Linked DNA regions of Capra hircus: region 1 is linked to region 2. A link is a contact called in public Hi-C data. All regions are on one chromosome and are shown on one strand. Each heading gives the region's core, a stretch centred on a gene start, on an enhancer-like site or on the middle of the called end of the contact. The rest is flanking DNA. Distances are from core to core; before and after follow the strand shown.

Region 1 (5,086 bases), core at 1,192-3,691, 160 kb before region 2:
CCACCTCATGCGAAGAGCTGACTCATTGGAAAAGACTCTAATGCTGGGAGGGATTGGGGGCAGGAGGAGAAGGGGACGACAGAGGATGAGATGGCTGGATGGCATCACTGACTCGATGGAGGTGAATCTGAGTGAACTCCGGGAGTTGGTGATGGACAGGGAGGCCTGGCGTGCTGTGATTCATGGGGTCGCAAAGAGTCGGACACGACTGAGAGACTGAACTGAACTGAACTGAACCCTTTCCCTTCACTGTTCATCATACTCAGATTCTTAGAAAGATGACCCAAAACAAAGGTAGTCAGAGCCTTGCTCGCCAAGATCCAGGGAGAACTGTCAGAGTTTAGCTCTAAACAAAAATACCCTCTATAATTATTATAGTTCTGAATTCTGTACATTTGGATAGTTGTGTTTTTCTTTTTTAATCTTTTGATCAAGTGTCATGTGGATCTTAGTTCCTGACCAGGGATTGAAATCATGTCCCCCCACTTAGCAGCACGGAGTTTTAACTATTGGACCACCAGGGACCCCTATGTGCATTTTAAATACACCCATGGCTGATTCATGTCAATGTATGGCAAAACCCACTACAATATTGTACAGTAATTAGCCTACAATTAAAATAATTTTAAAAATAAATAAATTAAATGGGAGCCTTAAGAAAATGTGAGTGGAAGTCGCTCAGTTGTATCCAACTTTTTGCGACCCCATGGACTATACAGTCCATGGAATTCTCTAGGCCAGAATACTGGAGTGGGTATCCTTTCCCTTCTCCAGGGGATCTTCCCAACCCAGGGATGAAACCCAGGTCTCCAACACTGCAGGCGGATTCTTTACCAGCTGAGCCTATCATCCATAAAATTCAACTCCTCTGTTTTTCTTTGCTAGGCTACTTAGCTCAAAGCAAAGTTAAAAACTAAATTTCACTTTAGACATTCTGAGAATATTTTCTCCAGTAAACAGTAAGTAAATTATATTTTCCTAACCAGACAGGAGAGTTTCACGTCTTGCTGCTTTCTACCAGAAAGGAGAAAAATAGATCTTAGCCTATTAAAAACAAAAAAAACTGTTAAAGATGAATTTACCTCTACCTTATGACTAGAAAATGTCACTTCTTGATCTATTTTTCCTTTTATGCTTTGCTGTGGGTGTAGCCCCAAGGTAGAAGCTTTGCTTTTTGCTTTTTTAAAATTTAATTTCTTAAAAATTGGAATATACTTTCTTTACTACGGTATTGTGTTAGTTTCTGCTGTACAACAAAATGAATCAGCTTTGCATACACAGAACCCCTCCCTCTGGGAGCTCTCTCCCCCTCCCCATCCCCTCCCTCTAGGTCATCAGAGAACTGAGCTGAATTCCCTGTGCAATAAAGCCGCTTTCCACTAGCTGTCTACTCTACACATGGTAGTAGATGTATGTTTTTCTGAGCAGAGTTGTGGATTGGATACAGATGAGCAGAGGGTGTAGAGAGATCCTGAGTGGGGCTGGGTGGCAGGGAGCAAGGAGTGTGCAGAAAGGGATAGGGAGGCTGAAGGGGGTGGGGGAGAGGGGGGAGCAGAGGAGGCAGGGCCGGACAGAGGAGATGCACCATCTCCTTAAGAAGTGGAACTTTGGGTGAGAGATGTTACAGCGCATTTTTCTGATGTTTTCCGGTGTGAGTGAACCTTTGCCTTCTCTCTTCCTTGAAACTTTACCCACATTATTTGCAGATGTTTTCCAGTGGGTTTGGGGGTTTTACAAGGTACAGTTCTACAACCTTGGCCTCAGGGTGTATGTCGGGTGGCAGCCAAACCAAACTGGGTTACAATATTATGTTTTGAACCCCAAAAGCATCCTCCTGGTTTACCTACGCAGTGATAGGGAATTATCAGGTCGCTTGAGCAGACACTCTGGAACAGACTGCTTAGCCTCTGGCGAGGAAACCGCGATTATCTGCAACAATTAAGGGGCTATTTGGGAAATACTTGTAGGAGGAAAAAGAAGCTACGGAAGGTCCACCTTCTGCCCTGGGGCTGGTCTCTGCTGTAGACAGACCGCTGCTGGCGCTAACCAGCGCCCTGGTGTACGTGTTTTCTCTGCTTTCTGATAATCCTGAGCACAATACCCATCACCAGCTCTCTGTTAGCTCTGGGACCCCCTGTTACATGAGTAATGAGCAACAGCCCTTGGTACTTTGTGAGCTTGAGGCCAGAAACTCTGATCACACCCACACGCACGCCTGTGCTTCATCGCGCCAGCCGCTCAGGTGACTGGCAAACGAGATGCTTCTCGCTCCCAGGTGAGTGGGCGGAGCCCTGGAGAAGAAAGAGGAAGCCGCTGCGGGGAGGCTCGGAGGTGCAGACCCGAGAGAAACAGCGCCCGCTGCTGACGCCCTGGCTGGAGCGCAGCGCCGCGAGGACGGACAGAGTCGGGTGGGGATCCTCAGTAGGAAAGAGGGGCCGACAGGGTGGCGACCACGCGGAGCCCCCACCTTGCACTGGGCTTAGCGGGCCCCGCCTTCCGGGCCCAGCGGAGGAAGCAGCCTTGGCGGGGGTGCGGGTAGGGTGTCCGGGGAGGAATGGGGAAATGGGGCGCGGCTGGGGGAGACAGGTGACTTGCACAGGGTCACACAGCTGGAGAACCAGATTTTGGCTCCCAAGCGAATGCTCTTCGCTGGTTGTCGTTGTTTAGTCGCTCAGTCGTGTCTGACTCTTTGTAACCCCATGGACTGTAAGCCGCCAGTCTCCTCTCTGTCCAGGAAATTCTCCGGACAAGAATACTGGAGTAGGTTGCCATGCCCTTCTCCAGGAGATCTTCCCAACCCAGGGATCGAACCCACGTCTCCTGCATTGGCAGGGTGGATTCTTTACCACTGAGCCACCTGGGAAGCCCCCTTCACCAGTTACCACACCGCGTGAAGGCAAGCTTTGCCTCCCATCTGGGTGCTGAGGACCATTGGGGTTTCCCTCAACAAACCCCACTGGCAGGCAGGACCCAGGCTGGTCTTCGCTGCAGTGTGGGGCACTGGGCAGGCTGCGCAGCCTCAGATCAGTAGATGGACAGACATCAGGAGGCCCTCCCAAGCACTTCAGGTGCTCTGCACGCACAGCATCTTTCTAAGTCAGTTCATCGCTTATTCCTGGCTTCCTTTTTCAGGGCCTCATATCCAGCAATTGTTACTTGCCTTTGCAACACCACTCGATGCTGGAAAAGCTTTAAATACACTTTAATGAAGCATAATAGCATTGTATGGGCTCAGGAAGGAGTTATTGATTTTTTTTGGTATAAAATATTAACATGTCTTTCAGACTATTTTTGTCCTTGGACCACAGAGCTCAGGATGTCTGATGCCACACCAAGACCCGGTTTTCTTTCTGGGAAAACATCAAATATTTACCGGTAGCATCACCTCCATTCCGTTTCCTCATTTTTATCGTATGTCCAGGCTCTCAGTCATAATAGCTGTAGGTGCGGATGTTTATCCAGCAGATGCATCAGCTTTTCAGGACCTGGTCTGGTCTGTTTCTGAGCTGGATGCTGACCTGGTTTTGGTTTTTTGGGTTTTTTTGGCTGGGCTACACAGCATGTGGGATCTTGGCTCCCTAACCAGGGATGGGATCCACACCCGCTGCATTACAAGTGCAGAGCCCAACCACTGGACTACCAGGGATGTCCTGTGCTGACCTGGTTTTCACTGGAGACTTCTAGTCATCGGCTCCACGGCTCCTGTCAGATGTGGTTCCTGATGAAATAAAAACGTAAGATGTTTTTGGTATCCGATCTTCCAAATGTTCCTCATTTTTTCCCAGAAGTACACATGACTGATGGTGCTAGAAGTGCAGGGCAGGGGGTAGGTAATGCTCTTGCTGGCTGCACGAAGAGGGCTGGGCTCAGAGGGGGATGGAGCCGGGTCAGGAGTGAAGGTCAAGGTGCGCTTGGGGCTTCTTCAGATTGGGGCCCCCAGCCAACGCGGATGATCATGCTGCGATCAGGAGGACCAGTCAAGCAGTGTCCAGGGCAGTGTGCGGCCAGCACTGCACCTTTCCTCCTGCGTGCACAGGGAGACCACAGCACATCTTGAGAAATGGAATCTTCCTGGACAAACGGATGTGGGGGACGTTTAGATCCAGCCCATAGGCCTCTCCCACCCAGGCTCCCACATTCTCTCTTCCTTGGCTCCTTTGGAGACCACATGTCCCAGGGGGTGCGGCTACAGGAGGGACGAGGCCCTGGCACCCCCATGGCACTCTGACGCTGATGCTCTTAGGCTTGCATGCTGTCACTTGACTAGGGTTCCCCCGGATAGCCTGTCCTTTCCTGACCATCTAGATATGTGCTCACCCAAGACTTCCCTCACAGTCCAGTTGTTAAAGACTACACATTTCCAGTGCAGAGACCGTGGTTTCTATCCCTGGCCAGGGAATCTAAGATCCTACATGCTATGTGGGGTGGTAAAAAAAAATGTAATTAAAAAGAATAAAACAGGGCTTCCCTGGTGGCTGAGTGGTAAAGAATCTTCCTGCTAATGCAGGGGACGAGCATTCGATCCTTGATCTGGGAAGATTCTACATACCACAGAGCAACGAAGTCCACGCACCACAACTACTGAGCCTGTGCTCTAGAGCCTGGGGGTCGCAACTACTGATGCCTGCGTGCTCCAGAGCCTGGTGCTTCAGGAGAGAAGTCACTGCAGCGAGAAGCTCGCAGGCTGCAAGTAGAGAGTAGCTCCTGCTCCCCGCAGCTAGAGAAAAACTTGAGCAGCAACTAAGGCCCAGCACACCCAAAATGAACAAATAAATTAAATTAAATTAAAAACATTATTTTAAGAAGTAAAACAAATCCATACTTGTTAAAAAAAAAAAAACATGGTAAGTTCCTTGTTTGTAATCGTTTCTTGCTCAAATAATTTGAGGAACGTTAGTTTGCACTTGTTTATTCATTGCCAAATTTCTCAGAGACTTTATTATCCTAACATGTATTGCAAATCTAGAGAGGCGTGGCAAGCCCTCTTGACCCCTGGGGCCCTGTTTTTGCTGGTGTCTTCTGGGGAGAAATATCAATAACCTCAGATATGTAGATGACACCACCCTTATGGCAGAAAGTGAAGAGA
Region 2 (5,377 bases), core at 578-3,077:
TGGCATTGCCTCTCTTTGGGATTGGGATGAAACCTGACCTTTTCTAGTCTTGTGGCCACTACCAAGTTTTCTACATTTGCTGGCATATTCAGTGCAGCACTTTCACAGCATCATCTTTTAGGATCTGAACTAGGTCAACTGGAATTCGATCCCCTCCACTAGCTTTGCTCATAGTGATGATTCCTAAGGCCCACTTGAATTCGCATCCCAGGATGTCTGGCTCCAGGTGAGTGATCACACCATCGTGGTTATCTGGGTCGTGAAGCTCTTTTTTGTCTAGTTCTTCCATGTATTCTTGCCACCTCTTCTTAGTATCTTTTGCTCCTGTTAGATGTGTACCATTTCCACCCTTTATTGTGCTCATCTTTGCATGAAATGTTCCCTTGGTATCTCTTAATTTTTTAGACTGAAATCTATATTCTTTCCTTTGTCTCAAGGTGATACAATTGATTATCAGAAACAGCTGAAGCAGATGATTAAAGATTTGGCCAAAGAGAAAGACAAAACTGAGAAAGAGTTGCCCAAAATGAGCCAGGTATGGACTTTATTCAGTGCAGAGAATTTACTACTTTACCAAGCGATGTGTTCAGTGGTAAGCTTTATTAATTAAGCCTTACCTCCTAAGCTGTAATCAGAGGATCTTTAAGACATTTTTAACATTGTGACATTTAAATAGGAAATATTTAAATTGTGATCATTTAGCTATTCAAATGTTGACCACTCTTCAGAACAGGATGCTAGCACACATTTCATATCCTCAGTTTCTGTATCAAATTCATTTACCAGGTTGTGATGCATATTCATTCCCTGGAGCACTAGAAGCTATTTGGGAGACTGTGGACACAGAATTTTTCATATAAAAACTGTAGTTTCTTGAAAATCGCTGACTACATATTACAGTGTACTGATAATGGCTTCAAATTGAAAACCTCCCTTTATTATAGGACTTAAATCCCTCTGGTACTCCTGTGAGACCCCAGGGGTGGGATTTTAGCACTTTTCTTTTTGATCATGAAACATTGTTGCTTAACTGAGTGGCTTTCAAACATTCTGCTCTCTGGATGTAATGTTAAATTTCAGGTGTCAGTTGTACCTCCAGTTACCATGGATATTCCTTTTGAACCTTAAATGCTAAATTAGTAGCTCAAACCATTTTCCTGTTCCTAGAGTGACCCTGAGGCGGAGTCCCACCTCTATTGTGACATAGATTCTCAATTTGGGCAGGAGTGTGTGTAGCCTGAGCGCACAAGCCATCACTGTTGGTATTTTCACCAGATTAACAAGTCTAATAAGATTATTTCAGTCCTAACATTTAGGCTTTTTCCAACCTTTTTCTATAAAACACATCTCTACGCAGAGCTTCTGCATATATTCTCACAAGCTGTTTTCCTGGGTTGAAGGGTATAACATTTTTAATAGCTGCTGTAAAGACAGCTTAAGTCTACATGGTGTGTGGAAATCCCCTGGACTTGCTGAGTCTTCAAGGGCCAAGAATAGCTCTTATTTTCTGCTTCAAGAAGTACTATGTGGTTTTGACCAGAGAACCAAGTGTAAATTTTTAAAACAAAAAACATATTGTTATATTCAGACTTTTCCCCCCTCACATTTCCAGAGAGAGTTTATCCAGTTCTGTAAGACTTTGTACAGTATGTTCCACGAAGACCCGGAAGAGAATGACCTGTACCAAGCCATCGCCACAGTAACCACGCTGCTGCTGCAGATCGGGGAGGTGGGCCAGCGCGGCAGCAGCTCTGGGAGCAGCTCCCAGGAAGGCGGGGAGGAGCTGCAGGCCTCGGCTCCTTCCCCCTCTTCGGAGCAGGACCTGGTGTTTGCGGACAGTGACGCAGGGCAGAGTCCTCGGGAGCCCCAGGCACTTCCTGAGGAGGCCCAAGGGGACTGGACCGTCTCCCTTGAACATATTTTAGCCTCACTTCTGACTGAACAGTCACTAGTCAACTTTTTTGAAAAGCCACTGGACATTAAATCCAAACTTGAAAACGCCAAGCTCAATCAGTACAGCCTCAAGACTTGTGAAATGAGCCGCCAGTCACAGCCTGAGCTCAAGCTGAGCAGCCCGTAGGACAGCGGTTGGCTGAGACCCATCTCCATACCAAAGCAGAGACCAGGTCCCCGGGTGTGGTGAGCCCAGGAAGCCAGGTTTGTCTAGCTCACCGTGAGACTTTACAAGCTGGGTACACACTGTGTCTGGGGGGCGGGTCACGGATGCAACACCCAGCATTTGTTTAGACACTGTCAGTGCTAGAGCTAGTGTTCTGTTCGCAGCTGGAAGCTAAAAAAGTGAGAGATGTGTGATACTAACCAAGTTGAGAGAAGCCCAAGCACTCATCCTTCACTTGAACTGGAGGGACAGAGTTCACTTTCAAGATTTGAGAGCCACTATCTGTGCAATTGTATTTGGCTTTTTTTGCACTAATTTTGTTTCAATGCTGGTAATTGAAACCATGTTAATGTATTTGGTTGTATTCACTTTGTGTCCTTCCAAAAAATGTGTACAAACCACGCTTTCAATGTTGGCCTCCAAGTTTTTTAAAAAACAAAGTTTTGTACTGACTTGGTTTGTGTCTGTATCTTATTCAGTGTCTAAGGTTTGGACTGGATACCTGGAGACCTGCCCCCCGGCAATGATGTTCACAGCATACACTCCAGGTAGTCTCCAACCCCACTACCATCATCAATGGGGTTTCAAAAGGGCACCTCTTTATGCCATTTAATCCACATCAGTGATGAAACATAATCCCCACAACACCTTGGTTTTGGGCTAAATTTAACCTAATGTTTGTTTGTCCTTTTAAGAAAGGTTACCTCTGACCTTTAGCTACATGTGGAAATGGCAACCCACTCCAGTATTCTTGCCTGGAACATTCCATGCACAGAGGAGCCCAGTGGGGTCACAAGTAGTCAGACAGGACTGAACAACTGAGCACAAATCAGAAGTAAAAACACCCCATCGGATTACCAAATAATTGAGCTAAAAACGACAAACTGTACCTCTTTCTTTCATTAAATCTAAAACCCTCAAAAGCCTACCAGTTTAGTCTTTTAAAACTCCTGGGAGAAGGGGCCCAGGCATGGCAGCTGGGACATGCTCTCCAGATGACCCTGTAACTAGGAAATGCTTTAAGATACACAAACCTACTTTACCTCCAACTAGAAAAGGAAAATCAAGATGCAAAGGCAGTTCAATGACTTTATTCGACCATCAGCAATTAATTCTCATCCACATTGACTGTCTGTAGATCTGCAAAAGAAGCGACAGCCGGTCACCTTCCACACACACACACCAGCCCCCCCCCCCCGATCCCACGCTCACACAAGAACCTTCTCTGCGAGGGCTTAGGCAAGGATTATTCTGAATGACCTTTCCCAACCCAGAATCAGACGTGTTCTGTATCCTTTTGCATTTTCCCAAAAAAAGGTTTACTGACTATGCCTCTTGCTTACATCCCTACTTTGCTGAACGAATGAACTCAGGTTCTAATAGGGCCAAGGATTTAAAAAATGAAGTAGACCTTACTTTTGAAAGTGGTGACGGGCACGTAGGTAACCAAAGTATAGAGCTTGTTTGGCGAGTCTTCATCTTCATTACGTTTTCTGGACAACCGCACACGGATCCGGTATGGGACATTCCTGAAAAATAGAAAACACAGGTGTCTTGGGATGTGGAGGTGGAAATGGCAACCCAATACCAGAATACTCCAGTAATCTTGCTTGGAGAATCCCATGGACAGAGGAACCTGGCAAGGGTCCATGGGGTCTCACAAAGTTTGACATGATTGAGCATGCTTGGGATGTACCTGTCTCAGCTAGCAGCCACCACTGCCAAGCAGTGACCTCAGCAAAATGTCATAAATGTTGGCTATGGGAGCTACGTTAAATCCCAAGCAGCACTAGGTGAACATGTCCGACTGTTAAAATGTTCAGTTTCCCGGCCTCACGCACACAATCCTCCTTCTAGCTTACCAACCTCCTCAGCAGCATCACAGCTGACTGCACCCACTCTTTTGTTGACCTGAAACTTCTCTCAGTTCATGGAACACCCCTCTCCCCATCTCAAGGGAGGCCACAGACAGCTCCTTCATGAGACAATCCCCGCCACGACAGCCCACTGCAGGGCTAAAACTCAGGTCCCTGTCGCTGCATCCAACCCCAATGTTAAAAGACCACCCAGATGCAGACAGTGCCCCCACCCTGCTTGTCTCAAACCCTCCGGCCCCACTTCTACCCTGGCCCCTTAACTGTGCTTTATAGTAACCCCCAAATCTGCCTACAAGCGGGACTTCGCAGCCTGAGCGCCGCTGAGGCCTGGCCGCTCTGTGCACTGTGTAACTGCTAGGAGTCTCTGGCCTGTAGCCCACCCCCACCGTGGACACTGCTCTTCAGCCTAGAGAAAGCCAGACTCCACACCATGACCTACCAGGTCTGTCTGCTGCCCAAGTCCATCCTCACTCACTGTTCTCAAATCACACTGTCTACCCCACTTTAACCAACCACTGTTCCCAGGTCACGTTTGTTCTGTGTGTGTGATGCGCTTACCTGATCTGCACACTGCTGACTCCTCCAGGCCTCAGTTCAACACCAGGTTAAAAGGCCTCCCCTCAGATGCTACCCTACTTACTCCCTGAGCCACGGCTACGTGATCTTTTCCTTATACATCGTGTATGTTAGCTCAGTGGAATGGTGAAATCTGTCTCACACCCAGACAACTCAGTACCTGATCCCTTTGGCCCAGACGGCTTTGTTGAGCCTGGTGTCGATGCGCACATCCGGGGTTCCCATCTCCTTCATGGCAAACTTCCGGATTTCTTTGAGTGCCCTAGGGGCACGCTTCTTGAAACCCCTGAGATTCAAAAGTAAGTGAATGAAGTGAGTACAAAATTAAACATACAATACAGTGAGTTTTCATAAAACAAATCTAAACTAAACCTCTAACAACACAGGAGTAATCCTTCACCACCATGTCATGCCTGCCAGTTACACAATCGTAATCTTCTATGCACAATCTACTTCCAGTAATGCAGAACAAGGGCTCTATGATCCTTAAAAGATGCTAATATATACACTGGACAACACTTTCTCTTTTTCTGACAAAGCAAAAATACCCTCAAGCTCTGATACCATCTGCCACAGAGATCAGAGGTTAGAATATGCTTGAACACAAAGCACACAGCACTGAAGTAAACACTATGTCATCAGGTTTCGGCAATCACTCAATACTAACTTAAAGGTCCCTTATTAACTTGGTCTATGATTAAAGACAAGGGGTTTGAGATGGACCGATTTCCTCTCAAAAAAACAAAAGGCCAACAGTTAACGCTTCGGATTTCTCAGCATGTATCAGGCACTATTAACCTGTTGT

The links. Hi-C and Micro-C count contacts between places; a contact is called where the count stands out from the background.
Region 1: a contact with region 2 is called in a Hi-C map of liver, with 7 times the contacts expected there. The contact joins two enhancer-like sites. A contact is called at or near these places in 2 of 5 Hi-C or Micro-C datasets (blood and liver).

What each region holds. Positions count from the first base shown.
Region 1 is chr11:6,068,331-6,073,416 of ARS1.2, reverse strand. No RefSeq gene overlaps it. Among named protein-coding and RNA genes, the nearest start is that of CNOT11, 16 kb to the left of the region's middle. Within about 2 kb of position 2,441, at least 1 of the 5 cell types and tissues checked has an H3K27ac peak or open chromatin away from gene starts, as enhancers often do.
Region 2 is chr11:5,906,476-5,911,852 of ARS1.2, reverse strand. It overlaps TBC1D8 (TBC1 domain family member 8), which reads left to right. Exons shown (of 20, transcript XM_018054925.1): 19 at 438-535; 20 at 1,613-2,571. The coding sequence ends at 2,080. It overlaps RPL31 (60S ribosomal protein L31), which reads right to left. Exons shown (of 5, transcript XM_005701764.3): 3 at 4,733-4,858; 4 at 3,536-3,648; 5 at 3,195-3,259. The coding sequence ends at 3,228. Among named protein-coding and RNA genes, the nearest start is that of RPL31, 5.6 kb to the right of the region's middle. Within about 2 kb of position 1,827, at least 2 of the 5 cell types and tissues checked have an H3K27ac peak or open chromatin away from gene starts, as enhancers often do.